2 separate regions of the Siniperca chuatsi genome follow, and region 1 is linked to region 2. Evidence: chromatin contacts called from public Hi-C data. All regions are on one chromosome and are shown on one strand. The core of a region is the stretch at or near the end of the contact, and the rest is flanking DNA. Distances in the headings are between cores, read along the strand shown.

Region 1 (5,412 bases), core at 830-3,329, 35 kb before region 2:
TACACATATTTGGGACGTTATAGGTACACTGGTCAGTGCATTTAATATTTGCAACAGTTATGTCAAGATGTGAGTCCTGCTCTCTGCTCTGTCTCTTATCTCTGTTGTATTCTGTTATGTTGTCACATATTAACTCCCTGTTAATTTACAGTAGCAGAAAATCCCTACAGAAAATCCTGCTTTTTTACATTTTTTCTGCACCATCTCCAATAATAACTGGCAGGGAAAGGAATCTGAGGTCGTAATGCTCAGGACAGATGGAGGGCAGGGCATTCCTGCAATACCGGTCATGAGAGTAGTGAATGTGTGGTTTCCTGGATACAGAGTGCCTAACAACTGCTTGATAACACCAGAGAGAGCCTGAAAGGGGGGCAATGTGGCGATTTCCTATTCAGAAAGCAATGAAACCTTTATAAAAATAACTCTAATTTAAGACCATGTCAGCTTTTTAATTCAACTTGATTGAATGAGCCCATCATCTGAAGCAGTAAAAACATACCTGAGTCACATACCTGATAGCTAGGTATTTCTGAGTGGGAGTCAGCTGCCCGTCTCGCTTGGTCAATCCTACAGACAGACATAAAGAGATACATGTTACATTCAAAGAAATACATTTCATTTATGTACACATACACCTGGAAATCATGTTCTGAGAATCAGTTTCTTTCAATGGTAACATGGGGTATGGATAACAGCATAATAGCATAGAATAACACACATTACATGTATTCTGATAAAACTCTGAAGTTCATAGTAATGACATGTGCTGAGTCTCAAGGTTTGCAGGTATTGCAACCAAACCTAGCCAGTGCCAGAGGAACTTATTGCAACACATGGGCTCAGAGGTCAGGAAGGACGTGTGAACTGCTGTGTAACCTAAATAATACCTTCCTTCAGCTGAGTTGGCAGAGGACAGTGAGTGAGACAGAGGAGGGGCAAAGAGTGGAGAGAAAAGATGATTGCAACAGAGAGAGCAGGCTGTTGTGTACATAACCTCATAAGAACTCATCATCTAACTCAGGTTGTTCCACTGTTCTGGTTGTACTGTATTTACTGTAAAAATCTGCTCTATTATTTGGGCTAAATGTCTGGATATATTTGTTTTAATCAGTCTTTGTTTATGAAGATTTGCGGCTTTGCAACTCATTAGACTGAACACTCGTGGTCAGATTTGGCATCATGGGGTACGGTTGAGGGTACGGCTCATCGTGCAAGGCTATGTTTAGTTAGATTCTGCTGCTCCTCTGGCCACAAGTAAACCTTTGATCCCAATCAAATGAATGAAAAGATGAATTGTGAAGCAGCTTCACTGTGCCTTTAATAAATCTGTATTCTTAAGAGCTGGAATACAATAGACAAATATGGCAAGTGTGTGTGTATATAAGGATGTGACAGCTCTCTGAGGATGGGAATTACAGTCTTAGTTTCTTATCAGACTCACAGGAGAATCAGTGACCTGAACAGAATTTAAAACACTACGTAACTCTACACTACATACACATGCATACACCTGCCAACACACACACACACCAATACACAAACTGTTATTAGACTGCTGATTGTGTTCAGTCTAGAATATCCTGAGGGGACTTAAGACTGCAACTGGGAACTAAAACGCTGCGAGTGACTCTCATCATCCTCTCAATCTCTAAGCCTCTCTGACACTTGATCACACTTGTTTATTTTAACCTCGGTGTCAAGTCTCCATCTTTATTTATTGCTCATTAGCACATGTGGTGTTTCAGTTAGAGCAGAAAACTTCTGACTTCAGTATTAGCAGGGCACATGAGAGGACAACTACATATACCGTGCCTTGTTTTACATTTAGCCAATAAATTGTTAAAGCATTATTATCCACTGTTTAAAAGTATGCAGCCTAGTTCAAAATGAGCTTGTGTTTAAAGTCAGCCATTAAACTGATACTACAGAAAGAAAGAGAAGGAGAGAGTGCATACTTGGTCATTGCTCCATTACATAACTGTGTTTATGCTCCCTTTCAGGTTCACTAGTCCATTGTCAGAACTGACTACTGGCTCGGAAACGTGGCTCTGTGATCTGTTAAACTCCAAAGAGAAGTGAACCATTTTCACTTATGTCACGTCTGCCACTTTTTTCCCCCCACAGAGAATGCACACGCACACTCAAACACACATGCTTTAGAGACGCTTTGATGCTCATCTTACCATCATGTATTTCAAACGCCAAGCTGGTAATCTTCTGTGTTATAACCATCATGGGCCTAATAAAGAGCACCAAACAGAAAAAGGCCAAGTTAATATTGTGAATTTCGAAACCTCTCAGTACAGATCATACAACCAGCTCATCGTTTGACTTTTTCTTAACAAGCTGACATTTTCAAATAAATGCTTTTCACACATACTTAACCTTTATTTTAGTCTAGAAGAAGTTATCATGTTAAACTGCTAGCCTATGTTTATTCAACCAGTATTGTTGCATTTTACATGGGTAACTGATGGCCCCAACTGATGCCAATTCCTACAGTAATAATAGTAACAGTATCAGCTGCAGTAGTATCTCCACAATGGAAAATTTCCTCCAGGGTAATTGCAGACCTTTTCTGAACTTCCTGTAGCTATTCTTTCTATTCTTCTTCTCTATTCTTTAGGCCCAATCCGGTCCTATGCTACTCAGCCCTCTTCCTCTTGACTTAATAAAGCCATTCTCTATCAACGAACATTGTAAAATCTGCTCTCATGTGCTTTAGCCTGCATTTAGATATATACAACCTTTCTGTTGATGTTTGCATCATCAAGTACAAGTTCCTGACTAATTTCATACATGAAAACTGCTGGTGGCAGCATCAAGTTAAACTACAGAGTCAAAAACAAGCAACACACCAGAGATTTTATGGTCTTGTAATAAAATAGCTTCAAAGGATTGAGGAAAATTAGAAGAAGATTGCCTAGTCCTGTAGAACAAAGCCCATTTGCCTATAAGGCTCACACAGACGCTTAGAAAAACATGACTGACATTTTCAAGAAAAACAGAGGGACAGCAGACAAGGTTGTTGAAATAGTGAAATCTCTGCTCTCGCAGAGGCAGTATGGGTTTGCATTAGGTTGCTTAGCAACTAGCCACCCCCACCCTGCTGGGAGTGCAGGCTGTCTGCTTGAATTGTCAGACAGTCTGGAGGAGTGGGAACCAACCACAAGGAACTATAGTCGCTATCGACTGCGGACACAGCAGTGTGACACGCTCTTGTTTCTGTTTAGCTCAGACTGGTTGAGTCAAAACCAATATTCCCCTGACTTATAATGGTAACTTCTCTTTTTAGTTTTATTTGTACTCCAAAGTTAAGACCAACGGAGGTCTTCAGTTTTTACTTAAGAACCAAAAAGATTATAAAGAGCTCTGTGGTCTTAGTGTAGCTTACCCTGTAAAATCTGCAGAGTACATGCCATAGTCAAACACGTAGACTCGTGTGATCTGACACAATATCAGATAGCCAAGCGTCACGATGAAGCAGTACCTGTACAGAGAAAGGGAACAAAAGAGAAATGAGAGAAATAAATGATGACACAGGCTATGTAGGTGAAACGTGTAAAAATACAGAAATGTTGCATTCAAAAGCCAAAAACAACTATGAAATCTTGGTGCATATGTTGTAACATTAATCGTTAATCTAAATAATTGAATCTACACAGTGATATGGAATTTTTCAGGCAGGGCATCTTAATACACATTTACCCGTACTGTTCTGAGGATAGAAAATAAACTTAGTCCATCCCTTTGTTTTCATATCTGCGGCAGAACAAGGATTTTCTTCCAGTACAGTACAAAAGACAGTGGCCTCTGTAACCAAAGCAATCGAAAGATGAGGGGGTCGAAAATTTCGACAAACGCGCAGAGGAGGCTCCAATAATGTGTCCCCGTCAGTGGTTGAAGACAGATGACAACACAACCTTTTAACAGAAGACGAAAGACAGAGCAGCACTAAAGCCTGTTGTACAAAGCTGTTGCAGAGTCAGCCCAAGTCAAAGCTAGCAAGCTAGCATTCCTCTGCTGCAAACAATAAGAGGATTGTGCTGCTCTGAGAAGGAATACAACACACCAGCTAGAGCTGCATTGCTGATAAGACACATCGGGACCTCTTCATTCTTAAAGCCTACTGTATCTGCAGTCCAAGACGTAGCCGAGACATCATCTGATCTCTACTGCCAAGCATTTACAGTATAACACAAAATAAAATAACCCATTTACACTGCTGTAATTTTAAATATTTTCAGATATTTCAAGATCTTTCTCAGTTTTTAAAAACTCAGACAAAGATAACACACTACTATTAATCACAAGAAGGCAGAGAAGGCACTGTGAAGAGGAGATCATTAGAATACATTCCTGTTATGTGCTCTGACAGTTCTGTGTTTGTATCCAACCCACACTTGGCATGTTTTTCAGTGTAAACAATATTTTTCAGAATCTTGGGAGACTACATGGCTCTTTACAAAGGCCTCCATATTTCCAGACCAACCCTACAGCAACAGGGCTCCTCTAAATGTGCTGCATGGATACATTTAGTAATACTAGTTAAAATGTGTTTCGTGCTGAGTAATTTATTTTTGGAACAATGCTGGGTTTCAGGAAAATATGCAGAAAGAGAGGGATATGACGTCTATGATGTGGTATGCCCCCCATCATAGATGTTTCTTTACTGAACAACCTAAGTGGTATTTAGCTAAAATTGTCCACTATTGCCTAGAACTCGAGGGATCCTCAGACCCCACTTTGACTACTTTCTACAATTTTTTAACCTGGTTAGCATAACTGTCTCAAATGTTCTGGTGGCTTATGATTTGATTCTAAAAAAATATAAGTGAATATAGGCCGTTCTTATCCTCATTCAGTGGTGTGTTATACACAGTAAAAGGTAACAAAACCAGAACCAAAATCATGCTTATGGAGTAAGATAAGTTGTCCTGTTACACTTGCTCACAATAGGGTTTTAACTAATTTAACATTTTCTTTAAGTGACAATATCCTGTTACAGATCACTCCAGCAATGAAAAGATGTTACCAAAATTTTGGAAAACAATTGACTTGCATTAAAAGCAACAGAAATGATACCTTTGGCAGACATTTTATTAGGCTAGCTTTAGCACAAAGACTTAATATGCTCAATACTAGACAACATGATATAAAATGGATATTTTAGCAGTGCAAAAAAGCTTTAGGTTTTTCTGTTGACATTTCTGCTAACATTTTCAGTCCTTAGCTACAACCCCATTTCACCAAGATCAGCTTTCTCTACAGCTGCAGTTATCAGTGAGGATATGAGCTATATGTGCTGCAGCAGCTATATTTGCAGTGGGCCCACCAGGAATCCTGTCTTCATCCTCATCTGATTTGTGTTTGTGTAATTCACAGCTCAGAGGGGGGTGTTTCATTTCCACT
Region 2 (5,055 bases), core at 728-3,227:
CTACTGATCCGTGCTGACATGAGTGCACGCTTCCACACACCACCACAGGCTATCTCTGGTGAGCTTTGAAATGATTGCTATGGAAATTTACTTTGCATACACTCCATGTGTGATGGTGTAGGTGTGCCGCCTGTGAATGTGAAAGTGTTTACAACGCAAACATGTGAAGCACATATTATAATGAATTCCACTTTAGAAAACTATCCCTAGCTAATATAATCCCATATTTCCAGACGAACCATAGCTACAGTGGTTTACCAACCCATTTCAATGCTGCTTCAAAATGTGAAAAGACTGACAGAGAAGGTGTGGTGCCCTCTCTCATTATAGATGAGCAATGATGACCAGCAAAGTAATTTGTGCCTGAATGAACACCACAAACCACATCTTTCTTTAACTCTCTTTTTACCTGGTTTAGGTTTACAAATGTAAAACTCCCCGAGCTGTGATTCCTACAGTTATGGACTTCTAAAATATAGGCTTTTCCTCATAATAACATATGAATTGCATGGCTTTCTCAAAACTAGATACAGAGCTCCAGGTGGCTGTGAACTGAAGGTCCACTGAATAGCCATATTAGAATCATGCCAAATCCAAAATCTGATTTCATCCCAAATAGATTAAAGTTCCCAGCCTTTTCCATTTTAAGGAGCCGTTTTACAGCTCAGTATTTTTCTTCTATTAAACTAGCTTTATTTTGTCTGTTTCTTAGCAATGAAAAAACTGTTGCAATCTGGCAGATTAATCATTGCGGCCTAAATACACACTATTCTTGGGCTAACTTCAAGTGAATGTTGTTGGTGAAATTTAACTAGTTAATCCAGATTATACTGGTGATCCGATGGAAAGCAGATCTCTGAGGGGTCCTCGGACCCCAGTTTGGGGACCACTGGAGAAGGCTCTGGGCATCGAAGGGAAGAGACAAAAGGCATTAGCTGTAGTGTAGCTTGGCAGGGGACTAGCTGATGGTGACAGTGAAACGCCAACAGTGAATTTGTGCACTCGTTTTCAATAAATCCGCAATGTATAAAGGCTACGGTAACGTTTGGGAAGAATAGCGCTGCGCATCATCAGCCTCTGCTAACGTTAATGTTATATGCAAATATGCTATCTAATTATGATAAACATGCTGTTTAAAACATATTATCAACTCGGACGGTTCATGTATCGATATGTCTCCATCCAAAAACATACCTGGTCAAGAGGGAGATTGATAATTTCGCTGATTGGCTGCAACAGAGTGGATCCAGTACATGATGCTGTCGTTTGGGTAGCCATGCTTGGTCGGTGTCCGTAAATCCTTTTTCGCTCCTTCCTCCGGTTCGCTTCACTCCCCTCGGCTGCTGCGATGATAAACACACTGCCGCCGCCGCCGCCGTCGCTGCTGTTGTTGAGACGGGCTGGACGGTTGTCATCCACAGCACACATCCAACAAAGAGTACAAAACCAAGACGAGGATTTCACTGCTTGAGCACTTTCTCTTTCGTCTAACGCCCGTTGGCAACGCAAGACGTCGTGTTTTTAGCTGGGACTCGGTGAGAGTGCCTCGCATGTGGCGTTTTTACTGCTGTTGTACATGTATTTGTATATAAATTAGCATAAGGGGGTGACGTTTTAGGTGTAAGTGACCTACTCTACTGTCAAAAACGTTAAAAAATACAACATTTCTCGTTTTAAGAGGTGTCTAAAGAACTTAACGGTCGCTCCTTTTGTGAGCATGCGTGGTATGTCAAAAATCAACATTCTCATCGTTTTCTACATGGAAAGAGAAATTGTGCCTTCCTGTTTGCTAACCTCTTCTGTGCCTACTAATCCATGTTTAAAATATTTGTACGCTTGGAGACAATGGTAGAGTAAGACGTGAACTATCTTGATAGCAGAGTATCTCTGACGACGACAAAAGTGGTTATAGTGTGGGTGGAGAGAAGGCGGTCCAGCCCTCCGTAATAAACATCTATTTTGTCCTATCGCATAGAGAAAGGAAGTCCATCAGCCAATCCCACTTTGTACATGGAAGGGATATCTTGATTTACAATATTCAAGGCAAATTGAATTTGAACTGAACAATGTTGCGTGTGGCCCACACCCCTCCCACATTTATAGCATTCCACACATGAAGGAGAGAAGTGTGACGTAAGGGGGGGATTTGGCACGATTCATTTGAGGAAACGACTACAATGAGCCCAGTGATGTTTGTTCATAGGGAACAGCGAGGCCTGCATCTGCACTACTGTGTCTGCACTGGTCTTTTTAGCGGCATAAAAAAATAGATCAGCAGCTCTTTGTAAATTGTGACCATACTGACACACTTTTGACATTGTGCAAACATTTTACAAGCTATAAATGGACATATAGCCTATATTAGGCTATGCTTCACAACTAGATGTATTTTGTCTATAGACCATGGGACACCAATGTAGCCTAATGTAGCTAGTAAAATTAAGTTGCTCTAATTTTTATGTCACTACATATTCTTGAATATATTTCAATTGTGTTTTTAGTTTGGCTGTGCTTGTCAGACGCGAAAGACAAGCAAAAGAAAGAAAAAAATATACTGCATACCTGCATAATATTGATTGCACTACATCATGACGTTACAATGAAAATAATACATCGAAAGGTGAACGGTAAGAATTAATTGTGTATGAAAATTAAACTATTGTGATCAATTAGACAGCTATTGGTCGCCTGAATGCAATAGCCTCTGGAACTTGCAGCAGCCTGTTTTCTCGCTGTCTATCAGCACCACCTAGTGGTTTACAGTGATTGTACCCAGAACCCTACTTAGATACAATTTAGTAAATAAATATATTGTATTTCCTTAATAAAACCTATGATAGAAATAATCCTAAAATAAAAGATTAAAAATGTAGGACATACAAAAAATAGGTTTATACCATATTCATAATTCATCAAACTGGAATTTCTTTAGGTTTAAACTTGTGCTTTGCTGCATTTTGTAACCACGGACTCTACATTGTTCTTGTGAAGTTGTGATCATGCTTTGTAGTTACAGATTTTGTTTTCACTGAACTAATCTCTTTTGAAATAATGTATTGTTTGAAGAAAGTTTGTAACAAGGCGCAGTAGCCAATAGAGGGCAGCACTTACAAACCAATGACAACTCATCTGACTGCAACCTTCCACTTTTGTTAACACAGTGCAGGGAGTTCCTGCAACATTAGAATTTTTCCAAAGTATATACAATGTGAGAATGGGAGAGTAATTATAAGAGGTTTATGAATCAAGACAGAAAGATTTAGGTCATGTGCTGTGCTGTCACTAAGTCACTGTTGGTATATGCTTATCATCAATGAAATAATCACTTTATAAAGAGCTCTAAATGTAGATGGATTTGTCATAGTGACACTGGTTCAAGGAAATTTTATCAGGAAACATTTTGATACAAATATACCCAAAAAGTGACTAGGCAATTGAATAAAAACTAGACTATGCATATCACTCACCTTGTAGACAGTACAGTAAACAGCAGAGTATACAATAAGGCGGCACTCTTTTCCTCATATTTATTTCTAAAAATTCTCTCATAGGAACATTATCATGGCTCTGTGTGACCTCTGTACTCCTTACTATTGGTTATCATGAAGAGCATCAAGTATAATATTGATCAGATAAACTACAGGAAAGTGAAACTAAGTTGGATAGGAAGCAAGATGCCCAGAGAGCCTAATTTTGACTCTATATACAGGCCAAGTCTTTCATCTGTTGTTGGCACATGCTACCACAGAATGAGCTGTACACAAACTCCAATGAATGACTGCAAAGATAGGGAGCAGAGAGGGCGGACGAAGAAGAATGAAGAGCAGAGGCAGTGGAGCACTAAACAGTAAAGACCTTCAGGTGCCCTGGGGGACAGGTTCCAGTTATTACGTCAGAGCTCTTCTTACGTCTGGGGGGGGGGGGCAAAAAGGAGGAGGAATTGGAGCTCCACCAGATAATAAATGAGAGAAACTATCTGGATCATCAAATGAGCTGCAGCAAGGCAGGCATTATCCCGCTCAAGCTAGTGGAAAGTGATTCTTTGAAAACTGGCTGATGTATGTTCCCTTGAATTACAATAAATTACACAACTTTAGTCTAAATAAAATCAATGTGCATGAGCATGAGTAGAAATAGATGTTCAATAAGATGTTCACTACTGCAAAACCAACATTTGCTGATTTGCATACTGTGCTAAGACGCATGATATATTCCTCCTAATAAAAACATGAATAAATTGATCATTGTAGGGTTGGGTTAGTTTTTTAGCATCATGTTTATATCAGAGATCTGTGCAATAATAGCAAGGCCAGGTTTTGTGGAATTACCTTGGCCTTGTTTTGTGTTTGTGATATATTTTGTACTTGTTCAGTTGTTGTTATTTGTGAAGCAAAGCTGTGTTTAAAACCTTTTATATATATGAGTCTAATGCAAATGCTAGAACCTCAGATAGACAAAGTGCCCCAATACTCCTAAACCAGGAAACACAAGACTGTAAAGGAAACTCACCTGCTTATGCATGATAATTAATATTTTTCATTTCACAGTACAGTTTGTGTGTCTCTCAGGAATGCCCTTGTTTATTAGGCTTTTGTTTTTTCATGAACAGCCTGTGCTTTTGCAGCATTAGCACACCTTTTTTGTTTCTTACAGTTGCATACATTTTTTAGTGCTTGCAGTCCCAGTGGTAATAGAAAAATATGTGATTGAACATCACACCAACAACGCTTTTTGTTTGGGCTTTTGTTTTAAAAGAGTTTGTGTCAAAACCTTCTGCATTTTGCTGTGAAGCAATACATTTCAGTGAACCTGCTTTTGAATCCCAGTCACTCTGACTGTATGTAGAAGAGTGACTCAGCGCATATTGTGCTTGTATATATGTGTGTGTGTGTGTGTGTGCCTGCGAGGGATGGGCATATTCAATTATTTAACAATCGCTGGTGTATCACAGGGTTCTTTGAGCCTGCACATCATATTGACTGCAAAAGGATCCATCAAATGTTAAAGAAAAGTTGGCTGAGCAAAAACACACTGTTGGCCAAAGTAAGATCACAT

Evidence for each region. Hi-C and Micro-C count contacts between places; a contact is called where the count stands out from the background.
Region 1: a Hi-C map of skeletal muscle shows a contact between it and region 2, with 8 times the contacts expected there. The contact joins the enhancer-like site here to the promoter of mboat2a in region 2. A contact is called at or near these places in 2 of 3 Hi-C or Micro-C datasets (skeletal muscle and an unstated tissue).

What each region holds. Positions count from the first base shown.
Region 1 is chrLG15:15,432,833-15,438,244 of ASM2008510v1, reverse strand. It overlaps mboat2a (lysophospholipid acyltransferase 2), which reads right to left. Exons shown (of 13, transcript XM_044166963.1): 4 at 3,395-3,490; 5 at 2,184-2,239; 6 at 513-567. Among protein-coding and RNA genes, the nearest start is that of kidins220a, 13 kb to the left of the region's middle. Within about 2 kb of position 2,079, the one cell type or tissue checked has an H3K27ac peak away from gene starts, as active enhancers do.
Region 2 is chrLG15:15,397,884-15,402,938 of ASM2008510v1, reverse strand. mboat2a (lysophospholipid acyltransferase 2) reads right to left here and starts at 1,977. Exons shown (of 13, transcript XM_044166963.1): 1 at 1,195-1,977. The coding sequence starts at 1,428.